Regions from separate parts of the Triticum aestivum genome. Here region 1 is linked to region 2. Evidence: chromatin contacts called from public Hi-C data. All regions are on one chromosome and are shown on one strand. The core of a region is the stretch at or near the end of the contact, and the rest is flanking DNA. Distances in the headings are between cores, read along the strand shown. Region 1 overlaps LOC123096138 (a long non-coding RNA gene). Region 2 holds the start of LOC123096136 (BTB/POZ domain-containing protein NPY4).

The links. A called contact is a pair of places that touch in the nucleus more often than the background predicts.
Region 1: a contact with region 2 is called in a Hi-C map of leaf, with 6 times the contacts expected there. The contact joins the enhancer-like site here to the promoter of LOC123096136 in region 2. A contact is called at or near these places in 4 of 5 Hi-C or Micro-C datasets (leaf and an unstated tissue).

The regions. Positions count from the first base shown.
Region 1 is chr4D:52,367,130-52,372,801 of IWGSC CS RefSeq v2.1, reverse strand. LOC123096138 (a long non-coding RNA gene) reads left to right here. Exons shown (of 8, transcript XR_006446482.1): 7 at 25-852; 8 at 1,143-3,240. Among protein-coding and RNA genes, the nearest start is that of LOC123096138, 6.1 kb to the left of the region's middle. Within about 2 kb of position 3,636, at least 1 of the 8 cell types and tissues checked has an H3K27ac peak or open chromatin away from gene starts, as enhancers often do.
Region 2 is chr4D:52,307,094-52,313,336 of IWGSC CS RefSeq v2.1, reverse strand. It overlaps LOC123096136 (BTB/POZ domain-containing protein NPY4), which reads left to right and starts at 3,629. Exons shown (of 5, transcript XM_044517759.1): 1 at 3,629-3,922; 2 at 5,158-5,633. The coding sequence starts at 5,572.

The DNA of each region.
Region 1 (5,672 bases), core at 2,387-4,886, 59 kb before region 2:
TGTTTCTTCTCTTTATATGTTCAGATTGTAAAGGAGATGAAATGCACATGTATATCCTTGATAAAGATCTCTGTAATTTTATATGAGCTCACGAGGACAGTGCTGTTGCATCTAAATCGACAAGTTGTTGAATAAGATGGTCTCTTTGTGCTTGCCTGCAAATCTTTTGCATCTTATATTTGTTGGATAAGGACTGATGGTTGATTGATTATCTCAAACCATCAGTTGAGAACATAGAGATTTTCAGTTTACAAGTTAAGGGGTTTGGCTGGTCCATCTGCCTTCTTTATGTACTTAGTTTCAGATTGTATCCTTTTTATTTGTCTTGTGGTAACGCATACCCTGACGATGACTGTAAGGCATTTCTATTCATAATCAGTGGACATGAAAACATGTAAAACTCATCTTCCATACCATTTTGTTGTACATTATGACTGGATATAGATGTGTCATGGATGAAGCAGATCTTTAAATCAAGATCGATGCTGTTTTTTGACTACCTTACAGATTTACAGCTTTCCTTCACTCGTGGTTAGGCTAGATAAATGCTCTTCTATACTTCTCTTTCCAAGTAATGCTACACAACAAAATTAAAATTATGATATTGACCTAGCATCGACTTCTGTTCCTTTCCTAGCTTTGTATTATTTTACTGCTCACTTTGTTGCCTTATGAGATAAAACTTATAGTTGCAATTGAATATTCCTTTATGCTCTAACTAAGAGCATAATGTGCACTTACTTAGATCTTCTTTTATTGCAGTGTAGACTGCTATAGAGGTACATTGCGTAGCAAGAATTGATATGGTGTGCTGATAGGTTCATAATCAAGAAGGATCAACCCTATTCTAAGGTCAATATATGCTTCTTTGGAAATGATCAATCATCTTATTAGGTTTGGCTTTTTCCTTCTCATGGTACATGTCTATTTTTCTAGCATATATTCTGAACCAAATTTTGTTAACTTGCTGCACTTTATAGCACTCTTATCTGGTGTTCTTGCTTGTAATATCTTAATTTATTTTTTGTATGACGTAAGATTGCTCTGTTCACCGATGTTTCTCCATGTTTATGAAGAAGCGATTTGGGTTCAGAGCACCTTTCTGTGATGTTTGTTTGATTTTGGTGATTTCTGATGTTCAGGTCAAGGCGGACTTGAAGGAATACATGTGGCCACCTTTGTATGGCCAGTCGTTTTGTAGACTTTCAGTATCCGTCATCTGTCGTTGGGTTCGCTCTGCCTGAGCCAGGATCTTCTCGGCCCTGCTCTGGTGTTGTGAAAACTCATGCATTTCGACAGCTGCCTCCATGCTCCAACTATTGCAGCCTGCAGGTAGCCTCTTCGTTCTTTTTTCTCTACCTTTCCGCTTGCTCTGCTAAAGTGTGACGTGTGTGTGCTTGGCTGCTTGTACTTGCACTGAAATTGTATGAATGGCAGCAAGATTTAGCAACAACCAACATTAGTCCGGCTTAATCCCAGCAGCAAATCTCCTGATATGGACAAATAGTAGTACTGATATATAACCATGCTGATATGCAAAGATAAACCTTTTCCTGTTTGCAAATTCCTAATTTTCTATGTAAACCAAAATGGTACTCATGGCTCTACTCACCTCCTCCTGTTTGCAAATTTTGTGGTTGTGCAATTTTACAGAGCTGAATGATATAAAAATTGTATCTTAAAGCAATATAATAGTTTATATCTTTCATTTTGGATGCGCTTGATTTGAATGTATGCTTGATTAAAATCAGTTGCACTGGTGTCTATAAGGATAGCCCTAAAATCATTCGAGCTTTACAACACTGACCGCGAGAGGTAAAGCAAGACCATTGGAACAAAAATATGATTTACCATACGGTCAAATTACATTAGAGTTAGCTGACAATAATTGTTTCATTGCTGCTTTGTCCTGGTTGACCATTGCATGTCCTAATAAAACTTGGATTGTTTTGATCTTTTTTAAGGTAGAATTTTATAAGAGGATAGAATTTTGTATTTTTCTTATGGTATATGCATCATGAAAGAAATGCATGAACTAAGCGCTCAGCTTCAAAGACTAATCAATTTTACATCGATATGAAAAAAGGCGGCACGAACTAAGCGCTCTGCTCCAGAGCAATGTGATATGTTTTCTGTACTGTACAGCTACCCTTTAATGCAGTACTCAGACTTCATACAAATGACTTGATCTAATTATTATTAATGACATGTGGAGTGTGTTGCTTTCTATATAGATGATTTGCTCTAATTCAGATTTATCATACTGCATAGCTTTTGATCCATTCCTTTTTGCCAAACTTGATGTGTTGAGCTTTGAGTTACTATACTGTTTTGGATCTTGCACTTGGGCCGTGCAACACGCGCCAAGGCGCGCTTCCCTCCTTTTGTGGTAGAGAATGGTGTGCCTTCGTATACAATAAGTGTTCTCTACTCTTGCAACCCATGTATTATAATTGTTATTATTGTCATCCACTTATAATGATGAGATGTGATCATGCACTTGCGTTATCCAATTTCTTACTGCTATTAGGTAAGTAATGGAGTTGGTATCATCACTTTTACATTGTGTAGATTGTTTCGTGGTCAAGATAAAATCATGCGGTTTTCTTTCTCATGTGAATCTGAAGGACCTGATGCATGTTTCTGTGCTCACTGGTTTTCTTTTGTCCCTGACCATTATGTACTTATAGCATTTCAAATAGACATAATTAATTTTTCCCATTCAGATATCATATGCTTTGCCTATTTACCAATGCCACTGTTTGTAGTCTCATGCCTCTCTGTCATGATTCTCCCAATCTGAAAGAGGTAGAGAAAAATTACTTTTTTGATAGGGTTTGCCAATATACTTAAACTTAAGGCTTTTTTAGGGGTTCACTTGTGTGCGACACCATCTGTTGGAGGTGTGAAGATGATACCCAAGAAATGTAGAACATTGCTTTGTTAGGGGTTCACTTGTGTACAACACCATCTGGACTATCTATCTTTCTATGGTAGTGAACTGTAACATTCCTTTTGGTTTGGGTCTGAGCGCTGGACTGCATACCAAGACTGCTTTTTGGAATTCCAATATACTTATACTTGGAGAAAGAAGCGAAAGTTGAGGGCCAGGTTGTTCAGAGTATATTTGTATATTTGTTACAACAAGTGATTTGGTATGTACATTTCATATGAAATCTGTCAATGGAGTGTGATGGACCTTGATGTTTTGTACTGAACCATTAGTAAGTGTTTACTACATACTGCTTTTTGAGATGTTTCCTTTGTGGTAAATTTGCTTTTGGTATAAATTTAGCCTATAATGGATAGTTGCCTTGCTTATATATGGACATGTTGCAAACATTATTTTAGATTAGTACTTCCTCTCATGTTTGCGCTATTAGTACTAAACTTAATGTCAAGTGGTCATCTTTTGCTGTATTGCTTCTATTACAAGTTAATGTTTCTTCTTTTATTTTGTTTTCTTGTTCGAATACATATGCTAAATGAGGATTCTTACTAAGCATTAACCAAAACGTTGGGACCGACACCCCTTGGCGCGATCCTGATCTAGTACTCCTACACTACATGAGGAGACAGCTTGCAGATAGGCTTGACACGCATGCACACGCTTGCCCGTCGGAAATCTCCTCGATCACACTCGACAAAAGTGCCAGTGATGTCAAGCAAAACCTGTGTCCCCCGGCGGTGTCGACAGGAGGTACACTCGTGTGGCTGCTCCGAACGCTACGTCCATAGGAAAAAGCACACATACACACGCCAGATTTCAGAGCGTGTCGGGGATGGCAAATTTGACAATTTTGACCTCGGACGAAATCAATTCACAGAATGAACTGGGTGCGAAACTATTTCACACCCCTGACCCTTTTGTGTAGCGCCCGCCACGCCGGCGCCACACCCTACGGTGCAGCGCCTAGCTCTGGGGCGTTGCACCTCTGTCCACCGTGGCAGCCCATGGGCCCGCACCCAGCCGTGCAACGCCTCCGAGCTAGGCGCTGCACATGTGCAGCGCCTAGGCGCTAGGCGCTACATATGTAATGTGCAGCGCCTAGCGGCTAGGCGCTGCACTGTGACTTATCCAGCCACTTGGCTGGGCCCCCCTCCCCCACCCCCCCCCCACCACACACTCTCTCACTCTCTCCCCGAGCTTTGCCCCCTCTCCCACTCTCTCCCCCTCTCAAATCTTCTTCCAAATCTTGCAAATTTGAAGAATTTGTCCGTGGATTTCGAAGTCAAACCCTCCCTCAAGGTAATAATCTCCGATCCCCTTGTTTTGATCCAAGTAAAGTTCTCCCATTGCTCATTTGTTGCTAGTTTGGGGAAACCCTAGTTTTGTTTGGATCTAGAGATTTGCATGGAGATGTGAGATGTTTGTTAGCCAATTTCTATGATTAGGCTTTGTTAGTATGCTAGGGTTATTCTTATGGGTGTTCTTATGTTGGTGCTAGGGTTAGGTTTAGGGCTAGGGTTATGGTTAGGGTTATGGTTATGATTAGGGTTAGGGTTATGGTTAGGGTTAGGGTTGTTGTTTCATATATATATTAGGGTTTGTATTCCGTGTTAATCCATGGATTAGTACTCATGGAAGCAATGTTACCTTGTGTTCTTTGAATGCTTATAGGGATGGGAAGAACATGTGTGTTTGTTCATCATGGGGACAAAGACGCCTTTTTGAAAGGCAATAAAGAACCGGACCCGGATGAGCTTGACATGGTGTTTGATAGTAGTCCTAGCTATGCGGAGCTCTTGCAACAAGTTAGGAAAGATTTGAATTGGATGGACCCTAGTGATATCATTGAGTTGGAGGGAAGGCATAATGTTGGTTTTGGAATGCACATCCGTTGGAAGACAATGCGTGTCAACTCGGAGCAACGTTGGGTTGCATACAAGGAGACGGTGGCCGAATCACTAGACAAGGCTCTTGAGTGATTTGCAACGAAGAAGGTTGATTCAAGTTTGCATTTGGACTTCAACCGGAACCCCTCCCCTTTGGTTGCTAGTAGCCCCCCACCCTTGAAGCGAGATGAAATTGTTGAACCTCTTTTGACCCAAGAAGTGAGGCCAACATTGAGCCCGTATACAAACAACCAAGATGAATCTTTGCAAGAGGACAATGATGAGTATGCGGACGATGACAATGAAGTTGATCTCCATGACAACAATGTGGGTGATCTCGACAAATATCATTTGCAAGAGACAATGGACCATTCATCCCTTTTTCCCGTGCATATGCATCAGACTCGGATGACGATGGTCCCGATGAACAAGTTGATGCGGAGGGGTTCACGGTGAAGGAGGCCGAAGCTTTCGAGAAGGTATTTGGTCGGGATCATCGGACTACATTGTTCAAGGATGTTAGTCTCGCGGATGAAGCCGTGGTAGATGGTGGCCAATGTGTACCTCTTGGGGTTAGGCCAAGCTCTCACCGTGATTTGGTAGACGACAAGAACCGGATTGCTAAAGGTTCTAAGTTCGATAGCTTGTTGGATTTGAAGATGTGGCTCGACAACTACTCGGTTACGCATTATCGTCCACACAAGGTGGTGAACTCGGACGTCAATGTGCGCTACACGGTTGCATGTGCATGTGAAGATGAAAAGGAGGTCCAACTTGGACTTACAAGAGGCCGTGGTGGTGGTAGAGCTCGTGGAAAGGAGGTCCAACAAGGAGTG
Region 2 (6,243 bases), core at 2,380-4,879:
GGGTCCACGAAGAAGCAACCTTGTCTATCCCACCATGGCCATCGCCCACGAAGGACTTGCCTCACTCGGGTATATCTTCATAAAGTAGGCGATCTCCTTACCCTTACAAACTTCTTGGTTCAACTCCACATCTTCATGGAGGCTCCCAAGCGACACCTAACCAATCTAGGAGACACCACTCTCCAAAAGGTAATAGATGGTGTGTTGATGATGAACTCCTTGCTGTTGTGGTTCAAATGATAGTCTCCCCAACACTCAACTCTCTCTCACATAATTGGGTATGGTGGAAAGATTATTTGAGTGGAAAGCAACTTGGGGAGGCTAGAAATCAAGATTCTTGTGGTAGGATTGGAATATCTTGATCTCAACACATGAGTAGGTGGTTCTCTCTCAGAAAATGTGACAAATGGAGAAGGGGTGGAGGGGTATATATAGCCTCCACACAAAATCCAACCGTTACACACATTTGACTCATCTCGGTGGGACTGAATAGCTAAACTCGGTTAGACCGATATGTTCAAAAATGTGAACCTTAGGAATCTTGGCGGGACCGACTGGAACAACTCAGTGAGACCGATGTGCTAGGGCTTAGGGCAAACATCATCTCGGTGGCACCGATTGCATCAACTCGGTGAGACCGAAGTGAAGCAATAAGGCAACAGAGAGAATATCAAGCCAACTTGGTGAGACCGATTGCATAACTCGGTGAGACCAAAATAAATGCAACAAGTCATACAGCGTTGGCAAGGCCATCTCGGTGAGACCGAGACCCGTATCGGTGAGACCGGATTGCTAGGGTTTCTGGCAGTGGCTATGTCATATGAACTCGGTGGCACCGGATAGAAAGAATCGGTGGGGCTGAGTTGGAGTTTAGGGTTTTGACATATTTGGATGGAGAAAGTGGATGAGGGTTTTGGAGCAATATCACTAAGTATTTGAGCAAGCAAGCCATTAAACAACACTTCATCCCCTTTTAATAGTATTGTCTTTCCTATGGACTCAATGTGATCTTGGATCACTAAAATAAAGATGAAGAGTCTTGAGCTTTTGCCAATATATGTCCTTAGCATTTTGAGGGGGTCCACATCTCTAGTCCATGCCATGCCATCCATTGAACTTCCTGAAATATTTATCTTGAATGGATATTAGTCCAATGAGCTATATGTTGTTATGAATTACCAAAACCACCCGGGGATTGGTTGCACTTTCATCTTGATGTATCGGGAGCTTTGTTAATATAGTTGGATCATATGGTGTTTCTCCGTCTTTATCTTGTTGTGATGAATTGAGTTTTCCCTTTGAGATTTCATTATTATCGGATTGAATAATTTTATGGATTTGAGAGCACTTTATGTATGTCTTGCTATGAATACCCGTGGTGACAATTCGGTATCATATTGATTCACTTGATATATGTATTGGCACTCAACTCGCGAATTCCCGATGTGACATTGGGGTAATCTATGCATGGGGGTTGATGCATGTTTTCGTCCTTGTTTCTTCGGTAGAAATCTTGGGGCACTCTTTGAGGTTCTTTGTGTTGGATTGAGTATTATGAATCTGAAATTGTTTGATACATATCGTATAATCAACTCACGGATACTCGCAGTGACATTGGAGTATCTAGGTGACATTAGAGTTGGTTGATGTGTATCATATGGTGTTATTTTAGTACGAACTCTTAGATAGATCGATCGGAAAGGTAACTTGGTGTTATTTTAGTATGAACTCTTGGATAGATCAATCAGAAAAGATAACTTTGAGGTGGTTGCATACCCTACAAACAATTTTGTCTTATGTTCTCCGCTAGATAAGAACTTTGGAGTGATTCTTCATCGCACGTTCAGGGATGGTTATATGATCCAATTATATTAGCATTGTTGAGAGCTTGCACTAGCAAAAGTACGGACCCTAGGCCTCATTTTCAAGCATTGCAATCCCGTTTGTGCTCACTTTTGTTACTTGCTACCTTGCTGTTTTTTTATTTTTCCTATTACAAAAATCAATATCTACTATCGTTACTACACTTGTATTACCATCTCTTCACCGAACTAGTGCACCTATACAATTTATCATTATATTTGGTGTGTTGGGGACACAAGAGACTCTTTGTTATTTGTTTGCAGGGTTGTTTGAGAGAGACCATCTTCGTCCTACGCCTCCCACGGATTGATAAACCTTAAGTCATCCACTTGAGGGGAATTTGCTACTGTCTTACAAAACTCTGCGCTTGGAGGCCCAACACGAGTTTACAAGAATAAAGTTGCGTAGTAGACATCAAATGTCGACGAACCGGACAACAACCTCAGCCCCGAGGACATTGACATCCCAAAAAAGTCACTTAATGGCCCCAACCTCGACTCATTGAGGTAAGGTTGGTCCGCACGCCCAACAAGATAACAAACAAGAAGTGAAGACTTTAGGAAGAGCAAGAGTACCTGGGCGACCACTGGAACGAGCTCTTCCAGGCCTAGGAAGTGCTCAAGGCCAAGTTGAAGCAGGCGACGAACAATAAAGTGCCGTCTAGCTACTACAAGAACTTGATGAAAGACCTCGATGCCGCCACCGTCGGAAGTGCAATATCCAAGCGCCAATGGGCCAAATTGCACAAGCATGCCGAAAACCAACCTCACCCCTAACGGCCGAAGGAACGGTACAAGCATGCACACCCCAAGGCGTCGGACCGACGACGCAATAGAAATGCCCCATCCGTTGGCATGGGCAGCTCAAGCAGACGTCCTCCCCGCCCGAGGTCCCAGCTCCTCGGACCATCTAGCAGACCAAGAAGCGCATGCACCCTGCCCGTTGAGCAAGCAAGTCGGCTAGCTTGGCTGGCCAAATACCGCGATCAGCGAGACTGCACCAAGTACGGGGATGTGGACAGTTCTAATGTGCGTCACGCCATCACCCCGTACCCGAGGTTCAGCCCACCTGGCGTGCTTCACAGATGAAGTCATCGAACATAAATTCCCACCAGGCTTCAAAATTGTGAATGTCCAAAAGTACGACGGGTCGATTGACCCCTCAGTCTGGATCGAGGATTATGGGTCAGTTTGGTTGGCTTCCACAGGTCTTGGCGCCTGGCCTGGCCCCTGCCTGGAAGCTGCCTGGCTCTTGTTTTGTTGGTGTCCACAGGTTGAGTGCTCAGGCTGAGCGCCTGAGCCTGGGAACGTGATTAGCCAGGCAACATAGTTAGCCTGAGCCAGGCGACCCATTCTAGACGCCTGGACGTGCCTGGAGCAGCAGGCTGACACAAATTGCAGTCACTAGTAGTGAAGGTACAGAAAACGAGGGGATGGGGAGACGAATTAAAAGTACAAACGCCCCACCAGGCCAGGTAAGGAACCAAACAGTGCTAGCCTGACCAGGCAAATAATTTCAAATGCTCAGGCCCAGGCCAGTCGTGAAAAATGTCCAGACTTGCTGTCCAGGGCACCAACCAAACTAGCTCTATGAGCGTGTTTGGTTTCCATCAATGCCTGCCTGAACTGTGCAACACTCCCCACACACAAAATGAGACCACATATATTCTAATGAAATGAGCCTACATAAAAAAGTTCACCAAAACTAAAAGGACAAGGAGAAAAAGAACACAGGATTATAAACGCTTATGTGGAACCAGTGGAGAAAGGGAGGGGGCAGCAAGAGAACATTTAGAGGGGCAGAACAGTCCATTCCCAGAGCCCATGAACTAGGCTTTGCCACCCCACCCCGGCACCCCCCACCGGTTTTCCTCAAGATAAAAAACCAAATCCATTAGCTCTGCGTTAGAGCAGAAGCAGAAGCAGGCACCACCAAACTCAGCTCGCTCCGCAAGAAAGACACTCTCACCAGCGGCGGCCGGGCGGCAGATCGACGCCAAGAAACATAAGCGTTGTGCTTGATCGCATCAACCCAACTCACAAGTCACAACTGCTGCAAGGTAATTAAGCCCCTACCAGTTCTTCTTTTCCCCCTTCAAACAGGTTTGGATATTTTGTTTTGCTCTCTATCGTGAGTTAAGCAAGCCGCGCATTTTTCCCGTCCAATAATGAGATGAAATGGTGTACGTATTATTGAGGTTTATTTCTACGCTACTCCGACAATGAGTTGGAGGAGTGTATCCAGTAGTGGTGGTGGTTCGGTAGGAATGTTTCTTGGTGTTGGTTTGGTCGTTTCCCCTGTCCTAAAAAGCTGCCTTTTCTTCTGCGCTTTTCTGTTGGTTTCTGCCAACCAAGGCCTTTCTTTCCTCCCATCACTGGTTCCCTCCCCTCCTCCTCCGTCTGATGAGAAGCAGAGGAAGAGGCGGCGGCGTATCCTCCTCGCCGGGTCCATTGTCTAGGGCCTTCGAGATCGGACGGATCCTTCCTCTTCCCCTCTCCGCCGCCAGGCGTCTCCTTCCGCAGCTCCGCCCAACAAAGATCTTCGTCGCCCTCCGCTGATTCATTTCTTTTGCTGGTGACGGACCCCTAACCCGTTTCGATTGATTTATTTGACGCCGGCGATCTAATCCCAACGTTTAGTCTCTCCAATACACCCATTTATTCTGTAGCGGATTTGTTTGCAGATTATTTTCTAAAAGGTTTTTCTAAGGGTTCTGTTGATCATCCTTTCCCTTTGTTAGGCACTACTGAACTGAACTTGCGTTCCTTGTTAACTGAAAGTAAATCACAAATTTGTTCCTTTTTTTCTGTAGCATGAGATAGAGTGTACTTTTTGTTGAGATATGTGCCATTATTTGTCAATCCCGGTATTACAGTTTTTGTGGTCTTTTTTGTACGGGAAAGTTCATAATAATCCTATCTTCCATTTTCCTAATTTTGGATTTATTATAAGGTCTTTCCTCCTTAGCCAAAATTTACCTAGAAAAATCAGATTATGTCAACTTCTTTATGCACATTTCGATCTTGTTGCCCACCAAGAGGAGAAGCAACCCCTCCAAACCAGTGGTCTACGGATTGCAATTCTATAACTACTGTTTGACTGCCTACATGTGCCACACCCTTAAATTATTCTCATCTTGCAACCTGTCTGTGCCATTCATGTTGCTTGCTTGTGATTTTAACCAAGATAAGATTCCTCCCCTCACTGGTGCTTGTTCCCATGGTCTCCCAACATTGCATCACCGATTATTCCCGCTGTCCCCTCACCTCAAGATGCTGCCCTTGTGCTCTGCAGGTGCTGCCGCCCCTTACTCTCCCTGTGTGATCCAGCTTGGACGAGGACGAGTCCTTGTTGCCGTTGTGCTCTCCCGGACCCAGATCTTGATGCAACTGCCGGCTAGTTTACTCATCTAGAGGGAAGGAGGTCTGCTTGGGCTCTTGACCTGATTTGATTTGGTGGGGGCTCTGCCGCGGTTCAAAGGGGGACAGTTGGGCGTGGATCTTTATCACCAGTTGTTGGTGTTGTCCTTTCACATCGCAGTGGCCACCGGTTTGGTACTTTGTTGATGGGTTAAGTGTTGTGGGTTTGTTGAGGCGTTTCTTCTTGGCTCCCATTCGGTGGTGACCGGTGAGGTAGGGGAAAGTAGAAGAGCTAGAGAGAAAGCAAAAAGGGGAGGAGATTTGCAGGCTGTTTTTCGGTTTTGGCACAATGAAGCATATGAAGCTTGGCTCCAAGCCGGATGTCTTTCAGACAGAGGGCAGCAATATCAGGTTAGTCAGTTCGTCTCTGTTCGTCCTCAGAGTTTCTTCAGATTCTGTTAACATTTCTACTTTATCCAGCGCTTGGTCTGGATATCGTTCTTCTTCTTTTACTCCAGTTTAGTACCAGTCCTGTTGGATGATGGCAAGTAATTTTGTGGCTGAAATTCTGAGATCTGTTCACTTGAGAGATTTGGCTTTTGTATGCATCTTCGTTCTGCAAATTTGCCAGAATCGAGGGGATCTTCTTTTGATTGTTTCTTGAAATAAATTCCAAATAAATGAAGTCGCTAAAGGGGGCCAATCATACTGGTTACTGGTCATATGCGTTCAGCAATTAATTAGCTCTGTGGTGGGGAATACTGGCCTTGATCTGTAGTTCCCTGGGCTCCATTTCTTAAACAGGAAGAAAAGGATGTGAGCATGCTCCATCGGTGCCATTTCTTTGATTTCAGTTACTAGTATGAGCTTGTGAATCTGCGGAAAACGTCCAATCATTCTGAAGTACTCCCTCCGTCCGAAAAAACTTGTCTCAAGCTTGTCCTTCAAATGGATGTATCTAGCACTAACTTGGTGCTAGATCCATCCATTTGAGGGACAAGTTTTTTCGGACGGAGGGACA